3 separate regions of the Mus musculus genome follow, and all the other regions are linked to region 3. Evidence: chromatin contacts called from public Hi-C and HiChIP or PLAC-seq data. All regions are on one chromosome and are shown on one strand. Each heading gives the region's core, a stretch centred on a gene start, on an enhancer-like site or on the middle of the called end of the contact. The rest is flanking DNA. Distances are from core to core; before and after follow the strand shown. Region 1 has its middle 17 kb from the start of Gm30408. Region 2 overlaps Cux1 (cut-like homeobox 1). Region 3 overlaps Cux1 (cut-like homeobox 1).

What was found. Hi-C and Micro-C count contacts between places; a contact is called where the count stands out from the background. HiChIP or PLAC-seq counts read pairs in DNA pulled down with a chosen protein or histone mark.
Region 1: a contact with region 3 is called in a Hi-C map of female germline stem cell-derived STRA8 germ cells, with 2.8 times the contacts expected there. The contact joins two enhancer-like sites. A contact is called at or near these places in 4 of 484 Hi-C or Micro-C datasets (embryonic fibroblasts, female germline stem cell-derived STRA8 germ cells, nephron progenitors and 1 more) and 1 of 9 other capture datasets (embryonic stem cells).
Region 2: an HNF4G HiChIP or PLAC-seq map of pancreatic cancer cells shows a contact between it and region 3. The contact joins two enhancer-like sites. A contact is called at or near these places in 1 of 15 datasets of contacts at CTCF or cohesin (the NIH/3T3 cell line), 6 of 484 Hi-C or Micro-C datasets (the N1E-115 cell line, cerebral cortex, embryonic fibroblasts and 2 more) and 2 of 115 datasets of contacts at active chromatin or transcription factors (heart atrium and pancreatic cancer cells).

The regions. Positions count from the first base shown.
Region 1 is chr5:136,260,788-136,263,567 of GRCm38.p6, forward strand. It overlaps a transcript of Cux1 not described here. Among named protein-coding and RNA genes, the nearest start is that of Gm30408, 17 kb to the left of the region's middle. Within about 2 kb of position 1,319, at least 8 of the 459 cell types and tissues checked have an H3K27ac peak or open chromatin away from gene starts, as enhancers often do.
Region 2 is chr5:136,287,115-136,290,059 of GRCm38.p6, forward strand. All of the region lies in intron 19 of Cux1 (cut-like homeobox 1), which reads right to left. Among named protein-coding and RNA genes, the nearest start is that of Gm30408, 43 kb to the left of the region's middle. Within about 2 kb of position 1,582, at least 14 of the 459 cell types and tissues checked have an H3K27ac peak or open chromatin away from gene starts, as enhancers often do. A contact at or near this core is called in pancreatic cancer cells, where this site is marked.
Region 3 is chr5:136,456,644-136,459,599 of GRCm38.p6, forward strand. The region is part of intron 2 of Cux1 (cut-like homeobox 1); the gene reads right to left. Among named protein-coding and RNA genes, the nearest start is that of Gm16599, 65 kb to the left of the region's middle. Within about 2 kb of position 1,573, at least 124 of the 459 cell types and tissues checked have an H3K27ac peak or open chromatin away from gene starts, as enhancers often do. A contact at or near this core is called in pancreatic cancer cells, where this site is marked.

The DNA of each region.
Region 1 (2,780 bases), core at 69-2,568, 200 kb before region 3:
GGTCCTGAGCTGGAATTCTAGGCTTTCTCTCTAGGGAGTTCATGACCTTGGGCAAACTCTCTGACTTGGGCAGGTCAACTTCAGGGCGACAGTAGGAGGGGCGTTTGACCTCAGGAGAGGAAGTATATGAAGCTGGAACCCTCACATGGGGAAGGTGTGGGCAGCAGCTCAGCATGGCTCGTGAAGGGTGAAGCACCTGTGATTGGCTAGGGAGTCCTTGGATCTGGGGATCTGAGATTACACATGGAGGCTGGAGAGACCCTGGCTTAGGGTGGCTGAAGGCAGTGTGGCGGGGAAAGGCAAAGACTCAAGAATGGTAGGTGAGGTGTGAACTCTTGGAGGGAGTATGTTCAGGCCCAGTGGTAGGGGGACAGCCCATGAATAAAGAGAGGGCGTGGTGTCTTGAGCTGAGGGCTGGAGAGCTGTTGGCAAGGGTATGGTTTGGTTCACACAGGGAGCTCAGACCAGCCAGAATGTAGAAGAAGAGCTTTGCACATCTGCAGTGACAGGAGAGAGTTGGTGTCCAGTGGTGGGTAGCATTCCTGAGCAAGAAGGTGCTGGGAAGCAAGGAGTATACTGGGTAGAGTGTGATGAGGGCCTGTCGGGGGGGTGGGTTGGGGGGGGGGAAGGCTGACTTCCTACCCCCTACAAGGGTCTGTGGAACCTCGTCTCCTGGAAGAATCTGGAAGGGCTTCCTAAGGATGTACATTTCACAGAGGTAAAGAAAGAGGAATACTATCAAGGCTGGGACCTAAGGAGGCCAGACTCTGATATAAAGCAGAGGCATGAAGGGTTGAGTGTGATATATCACACTTGTAATCATAGTGTAGCAGGGTTGCGAGGTCCTGGCCAGCCAGGGCTACACAGTGAGACCCTGTCTCAAATAAAACAAGGGCTAACCAAGGCTATAGCACGGCTAGAGCAGTCAGTGTTTGCTTAGAATCTTTCTCCCAACCCCTAATCCATTGGGGGCCTGGGGGTGTGGCTCAGTGATAGAGCCTGTGACCTGGAATTCCCCACTGACGGAGAGCTGGAGTTGTAGCTCGGCCATAGGACACTTGTGTAGAAGCCCTTAGCGAGAGGTTAGGGATGTGACTTGCCTAGCACCCACAAGGCTCATGGCTCCATCTCTAGCGCCACAAAATAAAAATAAAAATAAAAATGGGGAATAGAATCAAGACACAAGGAGGCTGCAGATTGGTCAAGTGCAAGAACGTTATCACAGTAGGATCAGAGAGGCATAGTGCTGTAGTCATGGCTATTCTGATGGCAGGGGACTCTGCTGTGTTAAATTAGCTTCCTGCAGGCCAGGTAGGGGTGGGGTGGGGGTGGGGTAGCTAATCAATGCACATTGTGGTCGCCTTTACCTTGAATCTACAAGGCCTCATGAACACTGAGGAATGCCTACCAAGTTATTTTGCCTGCAAATGCCCCAGTGTGCTTGTTAAATGCCCTTAACAAATCGCCCCCATTGGTCCCACTAAAGGGACCTGTCTACTCTCCAATGCCTATCTCCTTAAGATCACCAACTGGACTCTGCTGTACACTACCTTACCACTCACAAGCCCTGTCTATGGCTAAGTTGCATCAGCATCTTGCATCAGCAGTGAGCACCAGGTACTCAACTCTGCCAGCCGCTCCCCAGGAGGCCTGGTTGCTGTTGCTCTCGGCTAAGTTCTGAGTGCTACTCGGGCAAAGGTCTCACACACTCTTTCTTTCTTATCACTGCTGGTTATCATAGACCTTATCTATATGCCTGGGGTTATCTGTTGTATAGCTCCCTTGTCCATTTGTCTGTCTCTGAGACAGGGTCTTACTCAGCTGACCTCAGACTCATAGTGGCCTTCAGTTTGGTATTTAACATGTATCTCAGTCTTAGAAGGTCTGAACTTGAACTTGCTTCTCTTTCCTCCTGGTATCTGCTTTCTCCAGTACCAGCCTCTGCTTCTTGGCCCTATGTGTCCTGGCCAACTCTTTGTAGCTATCTAGCAGTGGTTCAGACAAAGCCTTAGTCATTGCTGTCTTCTATTGCATCTTAGGCTGGCAGTCCTGGGAATTGAATGTAGGGCCTCAAATATGCTAAACAAACTCTCAACTACTGAGTCCTGCCCCAGCCTCACTGGGGGATTCTAGGCAGGGGCTCTACCACTGAGCCTGTGGTCCCTCACTGGAGAATCCTGAGGAAGTGCTCTGCTGCTGAGCCACACCTGTAGCCCCACCATTTCTGGCCCTACATGCTCCTAGAATGGCTTAGTAATGGCAGACCCAGCTCTCTGCCACCTTATGGGAACCATGGTGAACCATGGGACCAATGGGTTTTGTCCTCTCACCAGTGCTGGCCAGCCCCTGAGATGTTCTGTCAAATGCAGTGGACAGAATGCATACAGACAGTTCTCTTGTATATACTGCCCTACTCCACACTCCCTCCCTGTATATCTATCTGTAACTGTACTTTCTCAGAGCATCTTATTAAGCCTTAATGGTTCTTAACCTTTCTTATGCTGCGACCCTTTAATACAGATCCTCATGTTGTGGTGACCCCCAACCATAACATGATTTCATTGTCACCTCATAACTGTAATATTGCTACTGTCCCGAATATGATGTATCTGATATGCAGGTTATCTGATATGCGACCTCCAGGGGGGCTGAGAACCACTGCATTAAAGCCTCTAATTTGATTCAGACCCACTTATCCTTAGAGAAGGCAGTATAAAGCCTATTCCTGGAGAGCTGGCAACGTGCCTACAGTGGGTGAGTCTCCCAGCTGCAGCCTGGAA
Region 2 (2,945 bases), core at 332-2,831, 170 kb before region 3:
GTACACCGACTTCCATTTCTCAGGAAACAGTAATTAAATCCCATTCCAGAAGGGGACCGTCGTAGACCTTGGGACTGTGTTATTTTGCCATTTTTTTCATTAAGTGTAACCTCTAATTTTTCTGCATTAAAGGAACAAAAATAACACCAACAAAGACAAAAAAAAAATCAACTAAAGGTTCAAATAAAAGGTTTCTGAAGGCTTAATATCAGGGCATTTTGCTAAAAAAAAATGTCATTATGACTGCTATGATTTGTTCTAATCAAACCCCATGATTCTGGTAATTCAGAGGGACTGGGGGTCTAATATGTGATTATTTCCTCTATATTTTCCAGAACAAAAATATGGACAGGAGGTGGAGAGATAGCTCAGTAGGTGGAGAGATAGCTCAGTAGGTGGAGAGATAGCTCAGTAGGTGAAGTGTTTCCTTGCAAGTATGGGGATCTGAGTGCTATCCTTAGAACCCATGTAAAAAGTCAGGCATTGTAAATCCCATGCTTGCAATCCCAGCACTGGGAAGGAAGAGACAGGCTGACCCTTGAGGCTCACTGGCCAGTCAGCTTGGCATACTTGGTGAGGGTGGCGCTTGTGGAATGGGAGGCAAAGGTGACCTCTGGCTTCTACATGCATATGCAGGAATGGACAGATCATTCTAGGCAAGGGTTGCCTATAAGCCAGGATGGTCATCTGGTTACAAAGACTCTTGAACCCAGTGCCTTAGCTGTTGGTCTCTGGTGGTCCAGGGAGACTCAAGCCTTAGGATCAGAATGCTTTTTTGTGAGGTTACCAGAGAGGTGCTGAGACTAGTGGATGAAGGATACAAAGAAAGGTGGCCTGCCTGTTGCACATCAACCCATGGGGCGTGTGGGTCTTGTTTGCTTTAGAAAATCAAGCTCTTTGCTCATCTAGACCACACTGTGACTGGCACCAGAAAGAAACTGGTGTGGGGACCATCAGGAATCATGTGTTCCTTTAGGACAGCCTGGGCCTTGTTGGGAGTCATTGAAGGTGCCCAGTGGGAAGTGCTCCATCTGTTCTCCAGCTGAGTGTGAGAGGAGGCAGAGTCTCTGAGGGGACCAGCCTCGGGCATGCCCGTGAGGTTTCTAGGCTGAGTAACTGCTGTGGGAAGATGCTCTCTGCATGTGGACAATTCCATTCCACCGGCTGGGGTCCCGACTGCAGAAAAGGGAGAAGGTGAGCTGAGTGCCAGCATTCACCTCGCTCTGCTTCCTGACTGTGGATGCCACGTGAGCAGCTCACACTCCTGCTGCCGTAACCTCCCTGCCATGATGGGCAGTATCCTCTGGATCCATGAGCCAGAATAAACTTTCTTTAAGTCGCTTCCATCCGGCACCTTGTCACAGTAACAACAAAACTAACACAGCAAGCAATGGCCCCACTTCACCTAAGTATCACCTGTGAAGCTTGGCACACTGCCTTGAGCCTGGTGTGAGGGCACTAGAATAAAGACTGGTCATATCCTAATCTCCAAAGACACAGTGAGAGAGCCTGGAGAAGGAAGTGTGAGGACTCCTGTCCACAGACCCAGCCTGTGGTCTCATTCTGTGTTTGGCACACCCTCTTCCCTTTCTTCCACTGAGGCTAATACACCAGAGGGCCACGTGTGAGGGGCCAGGCAAGGTGTGGTTACAGCATACCTGAGTGATGATAATTGTATTGAAATGCTCTTATTTATAGCTATTTCCTCTAGTGGCTAATAGATGACTGACTGGTGATGTTGGCTAGAGTCCAAAGGCAGGACCTTCTGTGTCGTCTCTTGTTTGCTGCTCCCTCAAGCTGTAACAGGTCCCTCAGGAACACTTTCAGCACAGTTGCAGGTAGCCCAAAATACTGTTGCCTTGGCTGAGGGTGTGGTATAGTAGCAGAGCACCTGCTGAGCATGTTTAGTGCTCTGAATTTTATATCTATTGTTATGAAAAGCCAAACCAATAAATAACCAGACAACAAAAAAGAAAACACTGTTATCTGAATAAAACATAGCAAGAAGGAAGACTTTACTTCCAGTTTATGGCATACACATATGAATAATGAGTATGATACATGTATGTGTGTGTATGTGCAGGTATACACAATCATACAGAGGCCAGAGGAGGCTCAGGTACCCTGCTCTATCATTCATTATCTTATTCTCTTGAGACAGGGTCTCTCACTGTACCTGGAGCTATACTGGAGGCCTGGAAGTCCCACTGATCCTCTTGTATTTGCCTCTCCAAGCATGGGGCTTACAGTAGGCATGCAGTTACATCTGGCTTTTTATGTGGGTGCTGGGGGTTTAAACTCAGGTCCTCACACTTAGGCAGCCAATGCTTTTATCACTAAGCTGCTTCCCCAAGCCTCATAGAATATTTTCTAGACATTTGGGCTAATAACCTCTCCTGTATCCAGGGAGTAGGACATATATTAAAAATACAAGTTTTTTTTTTTTTTTATATGAGCACCTAGAAAGAACAAAACCTGAAACAGAACCACAATTGAATCCAATAAGCCTGTGTAATGCTCTCAAATTGGTAAAAAGTCCCACTATCTCATAAAGCTCGGCCTGGAAAAATCAGGTTAAGAAAACAACTGAACTGCTTTGTGAGACATGTAAAAGAGATGGGTATGGGGGCAGAAATGGCCTGTATCCATCTTTAAGGCAGTATGAATCCTGTAAATCAGATTTCTTTTCTCCACTCACCCCTGGGTCACCAGACAACAGGGTCTAAAACCTAGCAAATGTTGTTTGTGTGTGGAAGCAGCAAAAGATTGTACTGTAAACTCGCCCTGACTCACCCATGCGAGGGCCCATTTGGCAGATCATCCATCTTACTCACTGACTACTGTCAAGAATAGCATGCGTCCCAAGCATGATAAACAGATTTCTCCTAGGTTTGTGTCCTTTAACCCACAACAAGGTCAAAATCATGGCTGCCCCCCTAACAGAC
Region 3 (2,956 bases), core at 323-2,822:
GCAGACAAAATGGGCATGCTCGAAGTGATCCTATGACAAGCCTCATTTCAAAACGGGGCTCCGTGTGGCACATATTATGCTAAGAGATGAGGAGGTGAAGACATTGACTTCTACCCACCATATTGGCTCTATTTCTCTCTTTACATTTTTTTTCAGTGTTGAAATGGAGGCTGAACTCAGGGCCTCTTGCATGCTAGCCAGCTTTCCACTGATGAGCCACACCCCCAGCCCTCCCACTGTAAGAGTCTAGACAGGTGCTCTACAACTAAGCCATACCTCCAGCTTCTGACTGGAATATTTCATTTTAACATCTATGTTCAAGTATTTCTGTGCAATCTCACCTTCTATTTGGTGAGACTCCCATCCACAGCATCATGGGAGACCATGGAGCATATAGATTGTTGCTTATCATTGTTATGCAAGGTACACAGTGGATAGATCAGTATGTGGGCAGACACAAGTAATTCTGCAAATGTTTATGCCATAGTGTCCTCCTATCAAAAATGGAGACAAAATAGTACCAGTGAGCATCATGAGGCGGCTATATACAGCAAGACCGGGGGGTGAGGGGTGGCTCAGTAGTAGAGCCCCTGCCTAGAATCCCCCCCCCAGTGATGGGAGGGCTGGGGGCGTGGCTCAGTAGTAGAGTCCCTACCTAGAATCCCCCAGTGAGGGGCTGGGGGCGTGGCTCAGTGGTAGAGCACCTGCCTAGAATCCCCCAGTGAGGGGCTGGGGCGTGGCTCAGTAGTAGAGCCCCTGCCTAGAATCCCCCCCCAGTGATGGGGGGGCTGGGGGCGTGGCTCAGTAGTAGAGCCCCTGCCTAGAATCCCCCATTGGAGGCCTTGGAGGTATAGCTTAATGGCAGAGCACCTATCTAAACCCCAGCAGGTGATGCAAACCCCAGTAAAGCAGTCAGTCCTCTTGTGACACACTGGATATCAAGCCTGGCAAGTACAAGGATGGCAATAATAAAATAATTCCAATGGCCACCATTTATTGAGGCCTCACTTTGAGTCACAATTTGAAATGTTTCTTATTTTCCAGAGTTACCAAGTTACAATCAAGAAGTAAGACACTTGAGCATTCCAACCCTAAAGTGATATGAGAACATTGTGTGTGTGTGTGTCTGTCTGTCTGTCTGTCTTCCCATACATGTGCCCAGAAAAGAAAAGATGTTAGGTATTCTGCTCTATCATGCTCTGTCTCATTCCTTTCAAACAGGGTGGTGGCATTGAGCCTAGAGCTAGGCTACCATCAGCAAGCCCCAGAGACCCTCCTATCTCGCCCACCCCTCACAAACACTGAGATAAGCATGTCTACATTCTTTGTTCAGTGTGAGTGCTATCGATGCAAACTGGGTCTTCATGCTAAACAGTCACAGCTCATATGCATTGAGCTATTTCCTCAGACCCCAGAAGGTGACTCCTAAAAGCAAACGGCATCTACTTTACTTGATGCTGTGAGACAAAATAGAGCTACAGTCGACAGCACCCTGGCACCAGCCTGAGCCTCAGCCTAGAGTCCAGATAATCTGTATTTAGTTCATGATGTAAACCTGGACCATCTCATTCTCTCACCGTGCACCAGTTTAAACCATCATTACTCACCACTCTGTGTATTCACTTGGAAACTCAGAGCAGTGTGGCCCACTCCCACATCTCTTCCTAAAGGAGAAAGGAGATGAGCCTCACTTGCATAGCATGAGTTTCCCTGAAGATCTTCCCAAGAAGGGTACAAACCCACACGACAACTCTGCAAGTTTACTAAGAAGGCTGGGCAAAAACACAGAGAGAAGTTTCCTTCTGGTATTTTCCTGCAAGAAGTGTCTGATTGTGAAAACCAGCCCTGTACTTGAAGGTTCCCCACTGCACCAAGTGTGATGTCAGCTGCCTTTATTTATTACCTATTTGAAGGGAAGGGGGGTGGGGGAGAAGAAAATTTCCTGTTCCTTCCCTAACAAGATGAGTCACAATTTCCAAACATCAATCAATCCTTGAGTCAGAGTGGAGTAAGGAGAGGAAACGGCTGCAAGGCCTCCCACCACGAGCACTTCTGAGAACCATGGAAAATCAGGAACCCCGAGGTGCTGACTCCACTTCCCCACTCCTTCTTACACAGAATCACACAGCATGTGGACCACAGACCACAGGCACAAGAGCTCACAGCTCAGTTCTTCTGCTTCCTCAAGTGCTAATAGTACCGATATTATCATTCATGGTCAGCATGCACTTCGGCAGATGCAGAAACATGGAGGTGGGTACGATGTCCAGCTGCAGAGCCATGAGCACAGAGGAAAGGCAGCAGGCAACAGAACACACAGGAGCGTGACACTACACACAGTCAGGTGTGTACAGATGGCTGTGGTGTGGCGACAAGGAAACTAACAGATCAAGATTGGTGGCTAGGGCTCCATACACATTGTGGGGCTGACACCTCCACAGAGAACATAGTGACAGCAGCAGGGACTCAACAACCCACACAGTAAGTAAGCAGAGAAACACACAGCACAGCAAAGTCAGCTCCACGGGGAAGCTGTGGCAGTGCACATCGTGCTGGCCTAGGACTTGAGGATTTCTAACAAGTTCCCCAGGTAAAGAACATACTGTTCCTTCAACCACAGCCCAAGGGCCAAATCTAATCAGTATCCCACTCGCTCGCTTGTTTATTTTAAATAACATTCCATCAAGCCATGGGTCCCCTCACCACCTACATATGGTATGAGGCACTCTTCCAGCAGAGGTGAGAAGGCACCAGAAGCTGAATGGTCGTCCAAGCCCGTAGGGACTGCATTTACCATGTATGTTTGCCATCCCTCACTGACGGACACGAGCAGACCAACAAAGACAAACTGTTCTGCTCAGTGGGATTCTAGGTATCACACTAACCCATGTTGAGTAACTTTCTTTTCTGCAGGACTTTTAGGACCCTGGTAATTACTGGTGCTATTATTCAGGAC